Regions from separate parts of the Sus scrofa genome. Here all the other regions are linked to region 1. A link is a contact called in public Hi-C and HiChIP or PLAC-seq data. All regions are on one chromosome and are shown on one strand. The core of a region is the stretch at or near the end of the contact, and the rest is flanking DNA. Distances in the headings are between cores, read along the strand shown.

Evidence for each region. A called contact is a pair of places that touch in the nucleus more often than the background predicts. HiChIP or PLAC-seq counts read pairs in DNA pulled down with a chosen protein or histone mark.
Region 2: a Hi-C map of mesenteric adipose tissue shows a contact between it and region 1, with 1.6 times the contacts expected there. The contact joins the promoter of POLR2C here to the promoter of KATNB1 in region 1. A contact is called at or near these places in 2 of 47 Hi-C or Micro-C datasets (mesenteric adipose tissue and retroperitoneal adipose tissue).
Region 3: an H3K27ac HiChIP or PLAC-seq map of alveolar macrophages shows a contact between it and region 1. The contact joins the promoter of USB1 here to the promoter of KATNB1 in region 1. A contact is called at or near these places in 1 of 47 Hi-C or Micro-C datasets (liver) and 1 of 2 datasets of contacts at active chromatin or transcription factors (alveolar macrophages).
Region 4: a contact with region 1 is called in a Hi-C map of retroperitoneal adipose tissue, with 2.3 times the contacts expected there. The contact joins the enhancer-like site here to the promoter of KATNB1 in region 1. A contact is called at or near these places in 1 of 5 promoter capture datasets (liver), 23 of 47 Hi-C or Micro-C datasets (alveolar macrophages, blood, embryonic fibroblasts and 13 more) and 2 of 2 datasets of contacts at active chromatin or transcription factors (alveolar macrophages and skeletal muscle).

The regions. Positions count from the first base shown.
Region 1 is chr6:19,628,898-19,631,824 of Sscrofa11.1, forward strand. KATNB1 (katanin p80 WD40 repeat-containing subunit B1) reads left to right here and starts at 1,458. Exons shown (of 20, transcript XM_021093935.1): 1 at 1,458-1,570; 2 at 2,670-2,927. The coding sequence starts at 2,923. It overlaps DRC7 (dynein regulatory complex subunit 7), which reads left to right. Exons shown (of 18, transcript XM_021093921.1): 18 at 1-278. The coding sequence ends at 57.
Region 2 is chr6:19,392,144-19,395,070 of Sscrofa11.1, forward strand. It overlaps POLR2C (DNA-directed RNA polymerase II subunit RPB3), which reads left to right and starts at 1,426. Exons shown (of 9, transcript XM_003355801.4): 1 at 1,426-1,610; 2 at 1,794-1,843. The coding sequence starts at 1,525.
Region 3 is chr6:19,850,661-19,853,587 of Sscrofa11.1, forward strand. It overlaps USB1 (U6 snRNA biogenesis phosphodiesterase 1), which reads left to right and starts at 1,360. Exons shown (of 9, transcript NM_001244803.1): 1 at 1,360-1,543; 2 at 2,381-2,417; 3 at 2,420-2,541; 4 at 2,544-2,545. The coding sequence starts at 1,434. The region is part of intron 1 of CNGB1 (cyclic nucleotide-gated cation channel beta-1); the gene reads right to left. All of the region lies in intron 1 of ZNF319 (zinc finger protein 319), which reads right to left.
Region 4 is chr6:19,496,701-19,499,627 of Sscrofa11.1, forward strand. It overlaps LOC106507576 (a long non-coding RNA gene), which reads left to right. Exons shown (of 4, transcript XR_001303646.2): 1 at 1-254; 2 at 1,186-1,304; 3 at 1,473-1,667. Among named protein-coding and RNA genes, the nearest start is that of ADGRG1, 38 kb to the right of the region's middle. Within about 2 kb of position 1,526, at least 4 of the 83 cell types and tissues checked have an H3K27ac peak or open chromatin away from gene starts, as enhancers often do. A contact at or near this core is called in retroperitoneal adipose tissue and subcutaneous adipose tissue, where this site is marked.

The sequences.
Region 1 (2,927 bases), core at 208-2,707:
GAGGAAAAGCTCTACAAGGACCCACGCCTGGTGGAGATACTGAAAGTCTTTGTTTGATGCTCCCCCCTACACACCCCTCCAGTCCTCTGATGCCTGTCCCCAGGCCTTGGTAAAGCTGCCAGAGGAAAAATCCTACCCTCAAGCCTGGCCCTGTGCTCCCTATACCCAACTGAGGACCATCCACTCAGGTACCTGGCCTCACTGCCACACCCCCTCTGCAGCCCTGTCTGTTCCTGCTTCTCATGATTTTCCTGTAAATAAACACACTTGTAATTTGCCATTTGTACATCATTTCACAGGCTTCAGCACCAGCCCTATTCTCCTTCCCTTCTTTATCTATGACCTGGGATGGCCTTTGCACGTCCTGCCTTATTTAATACAACAATGCCATCCCCATTTCACACAGGGCTTATTAGTGGCTGATAAGAAGAGGAGCTAGGCTTCAGTCCCTTGCAGTCTAGTGTTAAGACCTCAAGTCGTGGGCTTGCCATTTCCACTGTGTGAGTTGGGCCACCCTCGCCATGGGGCATGGGGTGGGGGCGGGGAGGTAATGTGTGTGTGTGTACAGGGACCCTAATTTTGCAGACAGCATATTGGAAATTCTGAAAATGTAATCTGTCCAGAGCTGCTTGGCTGTCTCAGTCTTGACCTCTGCTCAAACCTCATGGGACAGGATATCTTTCAAACACGACCACAGTGGCTCCCCTCCCAAGACATTTTGTGACCCCCGCCTCCGTTCCTCTGGCTTCTGCGGATAGCGGCCCTTCCCTAGGCCCACCCCACCTACAAGCCCCAAAGGAGGTCGACTTTTCTCCGATTCCTGGTTGGTGGTCCCGCTAGGGGTGCAGTCCACTCTTCCATTCGTCGAAGCCGCGGCCGTAGGCACAGCCCTTCCCGGCTCCACGACTGACTCGGAGCCGGAATCAGACTCCGTTTCCCTCTAGGCTTCCGGTGGGGGGTCCAAGCCGGCATCAGAGCCAGAGAAGAGAGGGAAAACCCTCAGACAACAGCAACACCGCCTCCCGAGCAAAGTGGAGCAGTAGGAACTACAGCAAAGTGATGACTGAGACCAGCTCCCCGCTTCGCCCCAACCCGAAATGAAAGGATCCCGGCTTCACGCCGCTCTCGATGTCTCCTTCCCATTGGCTATCCGGGAATTGGTTTTCCAATAATGCGGAAGTTGATTGGTCAATCTGGGGCGGTTGCTAAAGCGATTGGTGCAGCCGCCATTGGAAGGCGTCTCGAAATTCGAGGAAGAGATGGACAGTGGAGGAAGGGGTAAGCCTGAGGCAGAGGCGGAACCAAGGAAACTGCAGCTCGCATTGGTTCACTGAGGCAGAGGGGCGGCTCCTGAACGCTCCTTCCTCATGATTAGTCCAAGTCAGGAAAAGAGGGCGGGTACTTAGGGAAAGCGGCAGAAGCGCCTTTTTCTATTGGTCAAGTCTGGAGAGAGGCGGATCGCTCGCGGCTGCTGATTGGTGCGGGAGGTGAGGAAGGAGGGGCTCTGAGCCGGAGGTTTTGTTGTGAGGGTCGGTTGTCAAGCAGCAGCCAATCAGGCTAGGGGATGGAGGTAAGTAGGGGTCGCGCTTGGAGCAGAACCTCGGCCTCCGGACCCGCAGCTGCAGGTGGAGTGGGTGAGCGGACGAGAAAGCGAGGGGAAGATGAGCCCTGGACTAGGCCGAGTCAGGCAGGGCCAGACCAGGCTGCGGCGGAGAGGGCTCCGGGCGGAGGGAGGCTGGAGCCTGCTCCCCGCAAGCGAGAGGAGTGGGAGGATTAGGCGAGGCGGAGGGACCAGCCCCAGTTTCGGGAGGGGCGGGACCAGCGTGGAGGCCAGAGACGACAACCGGGGAGGCCGGAAGCAGAGCCGGAGGTCTGCAGGAGGAGGGGTTATGAAGGGGAGAGTCAATGAATGGGGATACTGATAGCGAGGGGAAAGGGTCTGGCGGGGCAGAGGCCAAAACAGGATGTGCTAGCGAGGGAGACACAGGCGGCAGTGAGGAGGAGTGAACGCTGGGGACCCCAGGAGAAAAGGGACAGGGAGGAGATGGTTCATGAAGAGGTTTGGAGGAAGGAGGTAGGAGGCTCCATGAGGTCGCCTTTTAGAGTTGAGGAGTCACTCCGACTCATGCCCACCTGGAAGCCTCGTTCGCAGCACTGCCCTTGAGAAGTGCAGGCACCTGCAGTAGTTACCTTGACACAGATTAGATCCCACAGGCCCTCTTTGAGGGTCTCCCTACAGAAGACTTCAGTACCTATCTCTAGGGTGCCTCGTGAGCCCCTAAACTTAGCCTGTGACTCCACCCCCTTCCCATACGTCAGATGAAACAGTGACTCCCAGAAATCTATGGGAACTGCAGACATGTGGTCTTCCCCGCCCCACTGCGGCTCCTGCACATTAGGCAGCCGGCCTCCTGGAACAGAGCCTCCACCATCATCTGGCCTCTGGGATAGACCTTTTTCCTTGTGTTCCAAGTCACCTTGCCTGAGGTGCCCTCCATCCAGATCCTCAAACACAATTTGCAGTCGGGCCTTGGCTTTGGTGGGTGTCTGTCTTTATCAAGTGCCCTTGGTGATCCAGGGAGCTGCAGCTCCAGTTTTCCAAACCTAGGGACCCCCTGAATTCCCATTGAGTGTTTGCTAACAAGCCATCACCTCTGTTTGTGTTCCAGCCTAGTGTTGAGCTGAAATGGCTCAAGCCTGATGTTCCATGACCCAGGATACCAACAGGCACGCACGGGCTGCTGCTGTGGATGCTTTAAAACCACAAGGTGGTACAGGCCTGGAAGACCAGACATTCCCTCTGCCTGGATGTGTGGAAACTCCCTGTCAACTTGATTGGCGGATCTGGGGGGGATCCACCCCCACCCACAAGGAAAGCAGTCTGTTTTGTGGGTGCAGCTTTGGGTGCCTGCAAGCTGAAGGATGGC
Region 2 (2,927 bases), core at 176-2,675, 240 kb before region 1:
GACCCCCTCAGTGCTCTTCCTTTCTCTCCTCTGTAGGAGATTACTCTTCTTCTGCCCCCTAAATGCTGTCACCTGCCAAGTTCTATTTTAGGGCTTCTCTGTGTGAGCTCCTGCCACCTTTTTGAGGCCTATTCAAACTTCTCTCTAGGGGGACTGTTTAGGGGACTTGCATAATTCTTTGTCGTACATTGCCCCTGGGTGACACACACTGCCAGGCACTGGAGATGCAGAGATGAAGAGATCATAACCCACCCACCTCCGCAGAACTGGAGGTGATAGGTTGAAGAGAACTGCATCTTCCTGCAGTGTCAAAAGTGCATGATCCAGACTTAGGAGTGGAAGGGAAAGGGTATAAACCTATCACTCAAGCAAATTTTGCTAAGTACATGTAAAGTATTGTCATCCCTCAGTCTTTTGGGCTTTTGGTTCTAGAACTCCCCCGTCCCCTCTCAAAATCTGGATGCTCAATTCTTTTATATAAAATGGCATAAGATTTGCATATAATCCACACACATCCACATAATTCAAATCATCTCTAGATTGCTTATAGTACTTAATACAATGTTTAATGTTATGTAAATATTTGCTGGGTGTGAGCAAATTTTTAAGTTTTGCTTTTTTGGAACTCTATGGACTTTTTTTTTTCTTTCAGTCTTCTTGAAGAACCCTTGGATAGGGAGGACTGACTGTCTTTTTGTTCCTCCATCAGTGTACAAACCTCATTAAAAGACATTATTGTTGGGAGTTCCCATTGTGGCTCAGTGGGTTAAGAACCTGACTAGTATCCATGAGGACTCAGGTTTGATTCCTGGCCTCCGTGGGTGGGTTAAGTATCCGGTGTTGCTATGGTTGTGGCATAGGCTGGCAGCTGCAGTGCCAATTCAACCCCTAGCTCGGAAACTTCCATGTGCCATAGGTGCACCCCTAAAAAGGAGAAAGAAAAAAATATATATAGTTAAAGGCCTTTTGTTGTCAGTGCAGTGGCTCAGGTTGCTGCTGTGTCATGGGTTTGATCCCTGGCCCAGGAACTTTCACATGCCAACCCCCCCTACCCCCCCAAAACCCCCCAAAACCCCCAAACAACCTACCCCAAAAACACTGTTATAGTATTCCTATGTATATTTAACCAGGTCTGTGTCAGTGGGCAATCCGTTTTATTTATCGTTTTTTGTTATAGTGCTGCAATGAACATCCTTGTACATGTATCTTTGCTTACAACTGCACGCACTTCTCATATGAATTTCTAGAAGTGTTTCTGTGGAGTCAAGGGCGTGTGCATGTTTTACTAAGTCGCCTTCTAAATGGTTGAACCTGGTGCCTTTTGAAGTAGGTTGAGGGTAGAAAACGTCGGAGCAGCCTGGCCTCCGAGCAGCAGGCGGCGCTCTGAGCGTGTCTCTGCGGAAGCGGCGGGACCGCGCTGAACGACTTCCGGTGGCGGCGTAGGCGCAGGCGCAGGCGCAGGCGCAGGCGCAGGGGCGCGAGCAGCAGAACCGACCCCCAAGGCCCCGCGAGCAGTCTGGCGCGATGCCGTATGCCAACCAGCCAACCGTGCGGATCACCGAGCTCACCGACGAGAATGTCAAGTTCATTATCGAGAATACGGACCTGGCGTAAGGGTGCTGAGGGAAGGGGCTGGCGGCTTCAGAGTGCCCGGGGCCTCGGCTCTGGAGGGGCGGGGGTCTGTCTTTCTTGAACTGGCCCCGGAGCCGGGGCTTTTGCTTTGGGAGCCGTGGGGCGCGGGGCCGGCTGTCGAGTCTGCGGTGCCCACGCGCCGCTTGGTTTTCATTCCTTAGGGTGGCGAATTCTATCCGGAGGGTCTTCATCGCTGAGGTGCCCATAATAGGTAAGCGGCCCTCGCCTCCTCGTGGTCAGGGCCACCAGTTCCCCCACCTCCCCATACCTTGGCGTTCCTGACTCCAGCCTTGTTTGGGGCCCAGGGTGGGGGCGCTGCGAAAACAGCAATGCTGGAGACTTGATCGGACCCCGTGCTCTTGCCCCAGGGCCACTGTGGCCCCTTCCCTGGCTCCCACGGGCCACTCAGTTCCACTCTTCGAGGTAAAGAGCACAGGTTCAGGAGTTTGCAGACTTGAGGTCGAATACTGTCTTTGTGAAACTTAGGCAAGTTATCAAACTGTGCTGCAATTTCCTCTTAACATTCGGACGCTAATAGTAGTTATCAGGGTGACGTCAAGGATTAAGTGGGGTAATCTCTATTAATTGCCTTGTATTTAGTGAGTGCTCAGTACCGGTAAATATCTTTTTATGAATCTGTTCCATCCACTGAGTTTACAGAGCTTATAAGTACCAGGCAGTGGTGCGAGGCACTGGGAATGCAATCAGTCTGGTCATTATACCATAAATTGTGATATGGGGTTCCCGTCGTGGTGCTGTGGAGACGATTCCGACTAGTAACCATGAGGTTGTGGGTTCGATCCCTGGCCTCCATCAGTGGGTCGGGGATCTGGCATTTCGGTGAGCTGTGGTGTAGGTCTCAGACAGGGCTCGGATCCTGAGTAGCTGTGACTGTGGCATAGGCTGGCAGCTGTAGCTCTGATTCAACCCCTAGCCTGGGAACTTCCATATGCTGCAGAGGTGGCCCTAAAAATCAGAGGGGGAGAAAAAGCACTATGGATCATAAGTCTGTGTTGTTTTTGTGAGATTTGTTTAACTTTGAGGTGTTCAAATAGTTTGTGTTCTTGGATTTGGTGATGGCATGAATGGTAGACTAGAGTGCTTCCCACAGAAATAGTCAACTCAGAGAAACACCTTTCTGTAGTAGTCTACAAGTCGCTGTTTTTCTGGGTGGTGTAGGGTACTCCCTGTATCAGATCCACCTGAGCATGTTGGCATGTGGTTCTTGTTAAAGTGTAGCTTCCTGGGCCCCCCTCTAGAGCTGCAGAATCAGTCTCTGGCAGCCTGGCCTTGGT
Region 3 (2,927 bases), core at 110-2,609, 220 kb after region 1:
CCCCGGCCCTTCCTCTTCCCTGGGAAACCGAATGAAAGCCGATCACCTCCCCACCAGCACTTGCCCGCCAGCCCAGCTGGGCTGCCTCCTGTCACCCCTCGTGAGGAATGGCCAGGCCGCTGCTGCCGAGCGCCCGCCCCGCGGGCGATTGGGCCCGAGGAAGGCCCCAGGGCAACAGGCCGGGCCCGGGAGGCAGCTGCGCGTCAAGGCCGGCCTGGGCCGCCCAGGAGCTCAGGAGGCCGCCGGGTCGAGCCGGAGGGAGTGGGGGGGCGGCCGGGCCGGCTGGGGAAGGGGTGCGGCGGGCGCGGGAGTGGCCCCCAGACGCGGTCCCGGGCGCCCCGCCGCTCACCTGCTCCAGGCCGCCCGCGGGGTCAGGCGCGGGGCGAGTGGCGACTGGCTGCTCTTTCGGCCGCCCCTTTATTCCGACTCCATCCGCTGTAGCGCGGCCTACGCGCGCTGCCAATCCCCGGGCTCGCGTAGCGGCGGCGGCCGGCCTGGGGGCGGGGAACGGGCTAGCGGCGGCCGGAACCGAGGAAGCGACGTGCGCAGCTGGGATAGCGGGGCTGGGGCGGAGGAGCGCTGGGAGGGCAGGCGGGCAGACGGACCGATGGCCTTGCAGAGACCGGCGGACAGGCGGGCGGCGCGGGGGCCAGGGAGGCGGGGCCGGGGGAGGAGCGGCAGCTGGGGCGGTGGCGGCTGCGGGAGGAGCGGGAGGCGCGGAGCGAGACCGCCCCCTGCCGGGGACCCCGCGGCCGGGCCGGGTCGGACCGCCAGACGCGCGGGGCCGCTCTCCTGCGGTCTGGCCAGCACGCCTCAGCTGACCCAGGGAGGGCGCTCTGCTTCCTACCACCCTACTCGGCGTTAGGGGTGGGGGCTCCCAGAGCCCAGCCCCTGGCCCGACCCCTGAACCTGAGAGGAGGGGCCTCCTAGACCCTCTGATTTGCTGGAACTGACCGGCCTCTGACTGCTCAGCTCGCTCTTTGAAGAGGTGTCCCCCGGAGCTTAATTTTGGGCCAACTTGGGAAGGGGCCCCGGGGACTCTGACTCGTCCAGACCGCGAAGGGCAAGGAGCTCCACTGGGTCTAGTGCGCTGACCGCTGACCCAGAGACTATCCGTTGCTGGGAGGTCCAGAGTTGCTGCAGACAGAGCAACGGGCAGAGAGGTCAGGGCCCAGAGCGATCTGTGAAATGGGCACACGGAGGGTGGGAGTTCCGGGACGTTCCAGGTAGCTGTCAGAGCGCGGCGAGCCGGCAAGCAGCGTGGTCTGGATGGGTAGTCTTTTGCTACCTCGCTGCCGGGCCCCGCCCCAAACCCCGCCCCGAGGCGGTGCTAATCCGGGCCCCGCCCCCGGGAGAGCACTTCCGGCGCAGCGGAATTCCGGGTGCGGCGCGATTGCTGGCTGACCCGCCGTGTTGTCGTGGAGGGGGGCCCCATGAGTACGGCGCCCCTGGTGGGCTACAGCAGCAGTGGCTCCGAGGATGAGGCCGAGGCCGAGGCCAAGGCCGGGACCCGGGCCCAGCCGGGGGCTAGAGGCCGCAGTCGGTGAGGAGCGAGGAAGTCTTATGGGGAGAGTATGAGATAGCTCCCGGAGCTCCGGGGCCGGACCATAGGGTTCGGGGCTGCTCGAAAGGGAAGAAAAAGGGGCAGTGCGGGGAAGGAGGATCCAGAGGACAGCCCTGGACAAAGCCCCAGAGTACCCCCGCCTGGCTCGGACAAGGTTAGGAGGCAGGAAATGTGAGTTCGGGTCCAGTCTCTGCCGCTGGTCCACTGTCTCCTGGCGCGCATCACTGTACCACACTTGGTCAGTTTCCTTTTTTGGAGAGTGTTTTCATTCATCCATTAAATATTCATTGAGATCCTCTCTGTGCCAGGCTCTGGACTGGGGACTCCGCAGTGAGCGACACCATCGAAGTCTTCTACTTTGTGGAGCTTCCATTCATAGTTGCCAGGCCTGCTGTTTGTTGAGTACTTTACAAAACGAATGTCGGTTCATCTCACAGCAGCCCTATCGGTGGAAGTACGCTTTAGAGATGAGAAAACTGAGGCCCCCAAAGGGCCCCTGACTTGCCCAAGACTACAGAGCCACTCCAACTCAGGCTTGTCCAGTTAAGGCTTGTGACTTCTAAACCACATGTTGCAGCCTGCGGGGTTGTTGGGGTTGTTTCCCTGCTGAGGTCTGCCTCCTGGAGTTGTTGGGAGCCCCCCACAATGAGACAGTACTAGGGAAAGAGCGGTGTGGTTATCTAGAAACTGCTTACAGCACCTGGTGAGAAATAGACAAGCAGAGTCACCTGGTCCAAGGGGTTACAACTTTCATCGAGTGTACAGAGGAAGAGAATGCCAGGAGGCTAAATGTGCTTGTTTTCTTTTCTCTTGCAGGGGCCAGAGCCCTCTTTCCAGCCAGAGGTTGCCAGTACCGAGAGCGTGCTGCACATGTTCCCGGGCACGGAGGAGGGGCCTGCAGATGACAGTGCAAAACATGGGGGCCGGGTGCGCACATTCCCCCACGAGCGGGGCAACTGGGCCACCCATGTCTACATACTTGTAAGTAATGCGGGAGAGGTGGGTAGCTGACACTCTTGATGGGAGGGAGCTGGCCCCCACCTGGAGGAAGAAGTCAGAAACCCCTGACTTTGGTGGTGGGAAAAAGATTAACTCAAGAGAGAGAGAGAACAAGTTTCAAGAATTAGGGAATATTTCCGTTAACTTGGTTTCAGTTTGGAATTTGTTGCCTAAAATATTTTTACTAACCCTATGTATACTGTTCTCCCTGCTTGTGAGACCAAGGGAGGGTCTAGGTCAGAGTGCAGCTGTAGCTGGTTCTTCTAAGAGGGCTGTAGGTGTGCTGGCTTCGAGTCTTACCCCACCCTAGCCCTAATGAGTGAATGGCAGGCAGAAAACGCCCAGGCTTCAGAGTCTGACCTCG
Region 4 (2,927 bases), core at 276-2,775, 130 kb before region 1:
CCATTTTCTCCTTAATAATGGTGGCGGGAACTATGTGTCCAGGGCTCTCCAGCAGCTCATTTAATTTTCACAGCAACTCTGTGACGTAAGTTTGATTAGTATCGTACTTGTCATACCCATGAGGAAATGGAAGCACAGAAAGGTTTAGTGACTTGCCCAAGGCCACACAGCTACTCGGTGCTGGAGCTGAGATTCAAATAGGCTTCTGCTTCCTCATCAGAACCGTAAGGAGTCGGGAGCAACCCCACCAGACGGTGAGTTCTGTGGCAGCGACTGTGTGTGTGCGTCTTTGTGCCGTGGACCCACTCAGGACGCTCAGAAAGTCAGCCACAATTACTGTCCCCACAGGGTCCGTCAGGGAGGCAGGGACCAAGCATAGGAGGGAACCCGAGACAGTCTGTGTTCAAATCCTGGCTCTGCCGCTCCCTCACCCCAGACCTTGGCAAGCCTCTTGGTCTCTCTGAGACTTAGTTTTCTCTCCTGTAAAGTGGGGGCTATCCTAGTTGCTATTTCCAGGGCTGCTGAGAGGGATCAGGGAGAAGGTGTGAGTGGCTTGGCCCGCTGCCTGCATGATAAGCGTCGCTGTTAGGCCCCTGCTCACAGGCGTCCTCAGCAGCTCTCTAGACAATTTCTAACAGGACTTGGCCAAGAGTATGCCCTTCAGAGCTTGCGAATGCCTGGTCCGGCAGCTCACACACCAGTGGTGAGAGCTGTGTCTAAGAACGTTTAGATGGGAGCCTCAGCCTGGCCAGACGGTCAGCACCTGGGGTCAAGGTGAAGACAGATTTCTTTCTTTTTTTTGGTCTTTTTTTGCCTTTTCTAGGGCCACTCTCGCTGCATATGGGAGGTTCCCAGGCTAGGGGTTTAATTGGGGCTGTAGTCACCAGCCCAGCCTAAGCTAGAGCCACTGCAACGCCAGATCTGAGTCACGTCTGTGACCTACGACACAGCTCACGGCAACGCCGGATCCTTAACCCACTGAGCAAAGTCAGGGATCGAACCCCCAGTCTCATGGTTCCTAGTCAGATTCGTTAACCACTGCGCCATGACGGGAACTCCATGAAGACGGATTTCTTAGCTCCAGGGCCGCCAAGCCAGGCTCTGGGGTGGTCATCCCTATGGTGACCACCAGGGGTCATGATTGGCCACTTCTGCCTTCCTCCCCGGTCCTGCGCCCGCGGACAGCCTGCCCAGGTCAGAGGGGACACCCACGTTCCCACCAACTGTGAGGTCGGACACTTCCAGCAAGAAGTGCATTTGAGGCTCTGACTTGGCTCTCCCACCTCTGTTAAAGAAGAACATTGGTAAGTTTTCCCATCCCTCTGTCGGACCGTCCGAAGCCTTACGCTGCTCCTGGAAGAAAAAGGGGGAGAGGGCCTCTGGTTCAGCTTCAGCCCCTCGCAGTCACTGCTGATGTCCTCATATTGGAGCCCAGGGGCTCTCTTATTGGCTTGTTCCCTGTTCCTCCCCAGGCTCCCTGGTCCAGAGGATGCTCTGCGGAGAAGCTGGCTGTCACAGGCTCCTCAGACCTTCCTTCCCAGCAACGGGAGCCTCTGGTCTCAGGCAGGTCCTGGATTCACTTCCTCACCCAGGAGCCTGGCTGCAGGAACACACCGGCCCAGAGCCTGTGGGCTTGGCTGCTTCCTTAGGAGGGGCGTTAGGGGAAGGTGAGGGGTGTAACCCAGGCTGGCATGTAGGTTCCTTACGAGAGGGCGCTTGCAGCTGAGACCTCAGTGGTGAATAGGATGGGTAGGGGAGGCTGGGGGCTGGTAAAGGGAGAAGAGAGGGGGTGCAGACACGTGGGCTCAAGGGGCAGGGTGGCCATGGGAGGGGGAAGAGAGAAACTATAGGGCTAAGAAGGGGCCCATCATGGAGCTTGGGTAGTAGGGAGATATTGAAGGTGTTTGACCAGGCAGGTTCCCCATCCAAGTGGTGTTTTCAAAGGATCACTCTGGCAGTCGGTGGAGACAGGTTGGAAGGACCTCCAGGGAGGAGTAGCTGTCTCTGGCTGTCCTTGTGTGGACCTGAGATACTGGTGGGCCACCCCACCCCCGGTTGTGCTGACAGTGGGAATGGAGGGAGCGTGAGGCTCTGAGGAGTATTGGCAGGGGGAACACACAGGATGGAATGCTTGACTGGGTGTCGGGTGTGGGTGGGAGTCATCAAGGCTAATACTTGGGCTCCTGGGAGATGGGGTGGCCTGTCTGTAGCTGTTGGCCACAAAGGGAGAGCAGATGATGTATCCATTGTATTGATGTAATTTCTTTTTTTTTTTTTCTTTGTCTGGCCGCACCTGTGCCATATGGAAATTCCGTGGCTAGGGGTCGAATTGGAGCTACAGCTGCTGGCCTACGCCACAGCCACAGCAATGCCGGATCCAAGCTGCTTCTGCAGTCTATACTGTGGCTTGCGGCAACACCAGATCCATAACCTACTGAGCGAAGCCAGGGATTGAACCTGTATCCTCAAAGAAACTATGTCAGGTTCTTAACCTGCTGAGCCACAACGGGAATGCCTAATTCTTTATTTTTAAACATGAAAAAAAAGTAAATTACAGAGAATATAGCGGATAGGCACACAATTTTGACAAAAATATAAAGCAAATCCCTATGTTAACCCCCCCCAAACCCCAGTCCCCTTTCTCCATAATCCACCTTCCTGCACGATGCAGAGAAACATCCTGACATTTTAGAGGCGTCACTTCCTCACTCGTACTGACAGTTTTACCATCTGTATCTGCATCTCTGAACCACCCAGTTGTGATTTTTCCTGTTTTGGAAGTTTATACAAACAAGACCCATGTGTCTTCAACTTATCATTAAGTTTGTCAGATTCATTTGCACTGCTGTGTGCAGATAGAGTTTATTCAAGTTCATGGCTGTATGCTATTCCAGGATGTGACCACCCTGCAAGCTGTGACCCCATTC